2 separate regions of the Pan troglodytes genome follow, and region 1 is linked to region 2. Evidence: chromatin contacts called from public HiChIP or PLAC-seq data. All regions are on one chromosome and are shown on one strand. Each heading gives the region's core, a stretch centred on a gene start, on an enhancer-like site or on the middle of the called end of the contact. The rest is flanking DNA. Distances are from core to core; before and after follow the strand shown.

Region 1 (3,507 bases), core at 786-3,285, 160 kb before region 2:
AACAGAGAATCTACTAACAGCTTTTATGTCTAGGAAAAGAGGCATAAAAAACTTAATAACCAGTTCAAGAAGAGTTAGGTTTTTTTTGTAGCCAAGTTCTAAATTGGACTTTTACCACAAGTCTCAATCCTTGGAGGGAGAAAGGCTCACAGAAACCACTTGAATTTGACAAGAAGGAAATAACATAGTTGCCCCTGAAAATCTGTCAGGAGGAAATTTAGAATTCTGGGAAGAGGCAGTTGTGGTGGTAAATATGGGACTGATACGTGCAGTACAAAGCCCACACACCTCTCATTTAGACCTCACTCCACAAATAAGGTATAATGAGCACTGCATGTGGAGTCAAGAGACCTAAACTCTAACCTTATGATCTCAGAGAAGTCTATTCCACATCCTAAATTTCAACTGTTTCTACTGTGAGAAAAGGATGAACCCAGTGGCTCCTAGTATTTTGGAGGCAAGAATCCTATTCTTTTGACAATGTTGCGAAAGCTTAAAAAAACAAACAAACAACTACAACAACAAAAAACCTCTCCTAGAAATTGCAGACACACTGTATTTCACCTATAATTTTCAGGATATACCCCAGGTAAAGCACACATTATTCCTTAGGTTCTTCCTAGTTCTCTGTCATCTCTAAATGATTCCTCTTCCTATTAAAAACAAAAACTAAACTAACAAAGAAAAACAAAACAAAAACCTACATTCTAACTGCCATAGTGCAACCCAGGAAGAGAACACAGTCTACAACTTGGCTGGGTAAGCAATAGGCCAGTAAAGGATAAGGGAAGCAGTAGTTCAAATCAAGGCTACGTGGGGACTGCGCTTTTTTGCCCTGAATTGACTTCTGGGCGGCTGAAAGCCTTGTGGAGAAGGGCAGTAACTGCAGGAGAGCATCTGTAATGAATGGCATATAGGGTACTAAGCACCCTGCGCAAAACGGGTTAGGAAACAGTCATTACAGCCACCTTGGGCTGAGGGCAGGAAGACAACACCCTACGGTTTTGTTTGTTTTATTACCCTGTTCTAAGCCTGAGTACAAGTTTGTTATCAGACTCGAGGCAGGACAATTTAAGGTTAAAAACGAAGGGCTCTAGAGGACAGAAAATCCGGGTTCTAGTACAGGCTACACCAGTCGCACCAGCACGGGGACCTCTGACCTTAAGCAAATCCACTTACCCTAAGTCTCCGTTATTTCATCTGTAAAACAGAGTTAAGGTCAATACCTGAAATATGCGAGACACTTTCTCTGTCCCATCAGATCCTCCTTGGAATCTCACGAGATGGCCTTTGAGGGCTCAGCCATGGGCCACAGTTTGACTCTGGGCTAGCTCCTTTCCCTCATTCTGGGTCATGAATGAAGCAAGAGCCAAACCAGACAAAGTCTTGGTCAAGCTAAGACGTCTGGGACATCCGAATGTCCCATACGGATTGCGGAAGGAGGACACTAAGGCTCAGTGGCCCTACTTTGTGGAAGACTCAGTAGAGGCTCAGAGAGCCGCAGCATCCAACTCGAGGTCGCCCAGCGGCTCGGCGCGGCCCTCGAAGGCGGGACTTACCCGGAGGAGCGTGCAAGCTGCGCCGCTCACATTCCCGGAGGCGCTTGGCCCGGCGGCTCGACGAGGGGGATGGCTGGCGCACTCGCGCTCCCCGCTGTCGGCGAGAGGCGGCTCCAGTCGTGACAGCAGCAACAAGGAAGTGGAGGCGAGGGCTCGCGCGCGCATCCCGGGGGCTGAAGGAGCCCCGGCCCCGCGGCCCCGCCCGGCGACACACGGCGCGGAGTCGCGACAGCCCCTCTCGCTTCCCCTCCTCGGAGTCGCGATATGGGGTCCTGAAGGGCAAGAATAGGAGCACAGGTTCGCTCCGCAGGCTCCTCACCGATGCCTGCCGAGGGCCCCGGGGGTCAAGCCCCGGGGAGCTCGAGGAAGACGGCAGGGACACGGTCGTCACCGAGGCACCGGTTTGGCGGCTGCACCGGCAGGAGCGGCACACCACGGATCGCCAGGGAGACCCGTCCCGGCGGCCCTCGCGGCGCACCGGAAGCGGTCGGCGGCGCGTGACTGCATGCGACCCCTGGCGCAAGCGCAACAGCCCAGCCCTAGCTTGGGGGCGGACCCACACGAACTGCTCAAAGGCTTGGAGGGGGTCTAGTAAGGCGAACGGACTGCTTCCGGCCAGAGGTCCCGGGCGGAGGAGGAAGCTGTAGCTGCCGGCGGTGGGACGCCCCGGCCGCTCAGACCCCGGGCACTGCTGTGGGGCGTTCAGGTAACGGGGGCGGGGCTGTGCTGAGCGTGAGGGATCTAGGCCCCGCCTCACCTTTCAGAGCCACGTCGGGCGCTGGGAAGCCTACAATACCACCCCCTCCTCAGCACGACGTTCAAGGCCTGACCTCAGCCTGTCTCAGTCTTTCCCTCTCATTCAGGATCGGGTTCATACGTAGTGCCGCATCAAGTAGCGCCTTCATCACTCCAGTGATCTGCCCTCAATCCGTCTCTCCCACTGGCCCACGAATAGTGATGGTAGTGAGTTCCTGGAGTGACTCAAGCTGAGCTGAATGACCGTATGGAGAGCCTCCGTAAATCAAATAGGGATTGGATTGGATTGTCCTTTCTCTCCAGTGTCACAAGTTGTCCACATTTGTACAAGTTCCCGCACAACCCTCACTGTATTCCAGTCTGCCTACTTCTCTGCATCTACCGCCATCACCAACCTTCTAGCCACCATCATCTCCTGCCTGGACTGATGTAGTTCTCCCCACATCCCCTCTACAATCTATTCTCCACGAAGCAGTCAGATTGATCATTTTGCACTGTAAGTCTGATCAAGTCACTCCCTGCTTAAAACCCTCCAGTGTCTCATTCACTTAAAATAAAATTCAGACGTCTTAGCTTGACCAAGACTTGTCTGATTTGGCTCTTGCTTCATTCTCTTTCTATGTCTCCTCTCAATATTAGTAGTTCCCAGAACCAGCTATCTAGCACTCTGTAGTGTTTGGAGTGCTAGCTTTGTTGTGAGCCTCCTGGGTTTGAATCCCAGCCCTGCCACAAGTAAGCAATATTAAGCATGTAAAGTGCTTAACAAATGAGGTTTACGCAGTAGATCCTCCCACCTCAGTAAATGGCACCATCATCCGCTGGATTCCTCAGTGCTCAAACCAGAAACCTGGGCGTTATCCTTGACTCCTCCTTCACCTCACATCCGGTCCAGCACAGGGCTTGCAAAAACAGCCCCAGACTGACTACTACTCACCATCTCTCTATTACTACTCTAATCCAAGCCACCATTATCTCATGTGGACTCCTGCTTTTTTCTCTGATACCCTTCCATTCTTTACACAGCAGTCATCTCTCCTTCCTTAAAATCCTTCAGTAGCTTCCTATTGCACTCAAATTAACATCCAAACTGTTTAGCCTGCTTTTATCTTCAGATTTAAGGCCATCTCTTAGGAAAATCAACTTTACCCATTAGGTTCTCTACCCTGCAACCAAAAGACTGTATTGTAAATCT
Region 2 (3,530 bases), core at 1,004-3,503:
GAGTCCTTGTCCTAGTCCATGATGCCTGGCTGAGTGAGCAATACCGGCTGGAGTCAGAGAGAGGACAATGCCAGTTTCTACCCCAGAGGACCTGCCCTTGTTGGGGGAGGGTGTTGGAAGGGAAGAGGCCTCCAAGGAAGCCACTGCTTACATGAAGGAAATGAGCAGAGACTGGGGCTAGGAAGGGGGAGGGATTTATCACCATTGATATGCCTGCATATTCAGTAGCTTTTGGACTTAACCTTTCAAGTCTGAGCAGGGGAGGTGCTGGGGTAGGGCAAGCACAGGAGGCAGGTTGATTGTGAGTGTGAGAGTGGGCTGGAAGGAAGGGTAATGAGGTGGGGGCATCAGGGATATTGGTTTTGCCTGGGCAAAGTGGCTGAAGCCACAGTATAGACACTGTCACCAAGGCGTCACCTTCAGGAGAGTTCCATGCTATGCCAGTGGGTGCCCAGAACAGCCTAGCAGAGGGAAGGGGTGGGAGAAAGTCCAGACTGGAACTCCCCTTCCCCTCCTCTCAGATCTGTGATTTGATCTGGTTGAAGCCACTGCTATTGGACAAGTCACTCTGACCTGCGAGAGAAACTGCAGGCTTGTTCCTGGAAATCTGTCTTCCCATAGGAAAAACACACAGTTTCTTGTCCTGGACAGGCTTGCTCTGGAAACAGGTTATAGCCAGTGATGCTCCAGCCATCCCACCCACGTACTACACATGCCAAGGAAGAAAACCCAGGTGGCGGGTCCACAAACAGGACTCCGTCGTCAACAGTCAGGGGAACTGTACATCCCACGACACACGACGTCCAAGCTCAGCTCAACAGAGAAATCCCCTCCTCCCACTCTCCTTGCAGCTTCTTGAATTCATAAAGCTCCTTTCTGCCACTGCTCCAAACACCTGTCCCCCTGAGTCTTCGCTTGGTTGCTCCTTTTCATCAATCAGGGCCCAGCTCCCTGAAGGTGCCCTTCCCTGGCCACCCCATAAACACATCCTCCTCAACAGTCCTGTTTACTTCAGATTGTTACAAATTGCACATTACTAATTTCACAGTGCTTATCCCAATCTGTAATTACATTGTTTATTCCTTTGTTTACGAGTCTATTATCTCTCTCTCCCTTCCGTTCAGCCAGAAGGGGGGCCTCATCCCTCTTGTTCATTGCTGTCCTCCAACGCCCAGAACTGTGCTAGGCCTGTAACTGCTGAATGACCAGACCCAGACTCCAAGAAGATGCTCCATGCACAGTCCACGGTTTTAAGGACCTGTGTGCAGACAGCTGTGCACCTCTAGGGTATGCATACCTCCTGTGTGCCCCTCCTCCCTGAAGTGCCACATCACATGGGAGAGACCCAGCAGGAGTCTGTTTGTCTTTTTGTGTTTCCATCCTACTTTCCTCCTTCCCTTCTAGTGACACAGCCTAGCTGGCCAGCTCCAGCTCCCCACTCCAGGCCCCTGATGTGTTTTCTCTGTGGGGAGCTTTGCAGTAGGGTCACCAGGCAAAGCCAGAAGGCCAGGGCCTGTGGACTAACTCTGGGAAGGCATTAGGGAGGTGGGTGGGGAGGAAGGGACAAGCTCTCTTGGTCTCTTGGCACTGATCAAGTTGGGGAAAGCCTTGGGAAGCACAGGCCCAACTCCCTTACGTACAAATGAGGAAAGTGAGGCTTGGGGTAGCTGGGGGACCTGCCCACGGTCACATAGAAGGTGGTGGCAGGGCTGACTTGTGACCTGGCCAGCCTGGCTCTGCTCCCCACTACCACAGCCTGCCCACTTGGCTCTCTCAAGGCCCCTGACGCTGAGCCCTAAATCACCACCAACAGCACACTCATGGCCAGTCTCTTGGCTGAACTTTGCATGGTGCCACCTTTGATGCCCTTTAGTGACCCTGGTGCTCTTCAAATGAGAGAAATATCATTGTCTGCTGCTGCCATAGTCCCTTCTTCCCCAGGCAGAGGCCGAAGACTGAGGGGCTCACCAGCCAGCCTCAAAAGGCTTTGGTCCATGAAGCCCTCACACACTTCCTGTCCGTTCCCATTCACTCCAGGCTCTGGGCCCCCAGATCACTTACAATGGCCTTTTCCCGCCGCTTCCTGGCGTGCCGGATGCTTGGCGTTCTGTCTGAACACGGCCCTCTGCTCTCACATCTGTCAGTGAACAAGCAAAGCAGAGGCACTCACTCTCGGGAGAGACCATGGGGGTGGGGGCGGATCTGCTCCAGGACGCAAGGGATGCTTCCTTAGGATTTGTTCACGAGGGCACACGAGCCGGAACTGCCTCCCGCAGAAACCTAGCTTCCCCTTCTGCAACGACGGCCCAGGGCTGTGTGTGGGCCTGAACATCTGGACACATGCCTACTGCCTGCTTCCGGACTGGATCACCGGGAACCAATGTGTTGCTCATTATAATCCCACCGCATTCTGAGCCTTGCCTCTCTATGCCATTAGGGGTAGAAAAGCCCTTTTGCTTTATTATCTTATTTGACCTGATTTTTTTTAAAACCCCATGAGGTTTTATGTTTCTCCATTTTCCAGATGAAAAATCTGAGGCTCAGGTTTGAGATGGGATTTGCTTAAAGCCAGAAAGCAGAGAAGTTAGAAGCAGGTCCTTCTGATTCCAGAACCACTGTTCCCTTTGGGTTCATGCCTCAGCCAAGCAGCAGCCCCTGGCCATTGCAGCTCCATGCTTCCAGGCTAGCTATCAGGCTCATTAGTCCCATAGCCCGAGCAGGCTCCCAGGTGCCACCCACCTGCAGCCTTCCTTGCCTGCCTGCACGCTGCCCTCACTCATCCAGTCTGAGTCACTGACAAATACAGCACAGAGGACAAGAACACAGGCTTGTGAGTCAGACAGCTTGAGTTTGAATCTTGGCCCCGCCGCCTCCCTGTTCGGTGACCTTGGGCCAGTTACAGAAGCCCTCTCAACTTCAGTTCTTCATCTATAAAATAGGGATAACCAATTGTGTCCATCCCTTGGCCATTTGTGAGGATTAAATTTAAAAGTGCATGTCAATGCTTAGCCCAGGAACTGCTCCATAAATATTTGCTTTATTTTTCTATGTAATTTCTTTGAGCCTCAGCTTCCTCATCTATAAAATGGGGATAAGCAGCAGATACCTCCAGGTGCACCTGTGAAGCTCTAGTAGGATAATGGGAGGGGAAATTACTTGCAACTTTAAAGGGTTACCTAATTATAGTATTATCATCCCTTTTGCAACAGAATTGGTAGACTTTCCCCACCTGAAGAGCTGAGAGTGCCTGGAAGGTATCGTGGAGTTCAAGATTTGTGTTGTTAACCCAGCTTAACGTGCTTTCTGTTGCTGAGTGTTTGGTATAGGTCTGGAGAAGGCTGATTAGTATCTTACCAGGTTTACCAGGTACTGAGCTCAGCCAGGTAGCTGAGCAGGAGCCAGGTTACCCAGTTAAGTTTCTGTAGTGAGCAGAAAAAGCCAGCCCTGAACCTGGCCCAAAAGCGAGAAGAGAAAAAGGAAAATCCATGGGGGTTTCTAGAGAAGTTCTCGACTCTTCCCAGGCAATTCTA

What was found. HiChIP or PLAC-seq counts read pairs in DNA pulled down with a chosen protein or histone mark.
Region 1: an H3K4me3 HiChIP or PLAC-seq map of stem cell-derived excitatory neurons shows a contact between it and region 2, with 3 times the contacts expected there. The contact joins the promoter of HMGXB3 here to the enhancer-like site in region 2. A contact is called at or near these places in 4 of 7 Hi-C or Micro-C datasets (blood, induced pluripotent stem cells and stem cell-derived neural progenitor cells), 1 of 1 datasets of contacts at active chromatin or transcription factors (stem cell-derived excitatory neurons) and 1 of 1 other capture datasets (stem cell-derived neural stem cells).

The regions. Positions count from the first base shown.
Region 1 is chr4:147,725,386-147,728,892 of NHGRI_mPanTro3-v2.0_pri, reverse strand. It overlaps HMGXB3 (HMG-box containing 3), which reads right to left and starts at 2,035. Exons shown (of 20, transcript XM_009449938.4): 1 at 1,560-2,035. It overlaps TIGD6 (tigger transposable element derived 6), which reads left to right and starts at 1,572. Exons shown (of 2, transcript NM_001243881.4): 1 at 1,572-2,265.
Region 2 is chr4:147,564,699-147,568,228 of NHGRI_mPanTro3-v2.0_pri, reverse strand. PPARGC1B (PPARG coactivator 1 beta) reads right to left here. Exons shown (of 12, transcript XM_003310895.5): 9 at 2,062-2,137. Among named protein-coding and RNA genes, the nearest start is that of PDE6A, 100 kb to the left of the region's middle. Within about 2 kb of position 2,253, at least 4 of the 24 cell types and tissues checked have an H3K27ac peak or open chromatin away from gene starts, as enhancers often do. A contact at or near this core is called in stem cell-derived excitatory neurons and stem cell-derived neural stem cells, where this site is marked.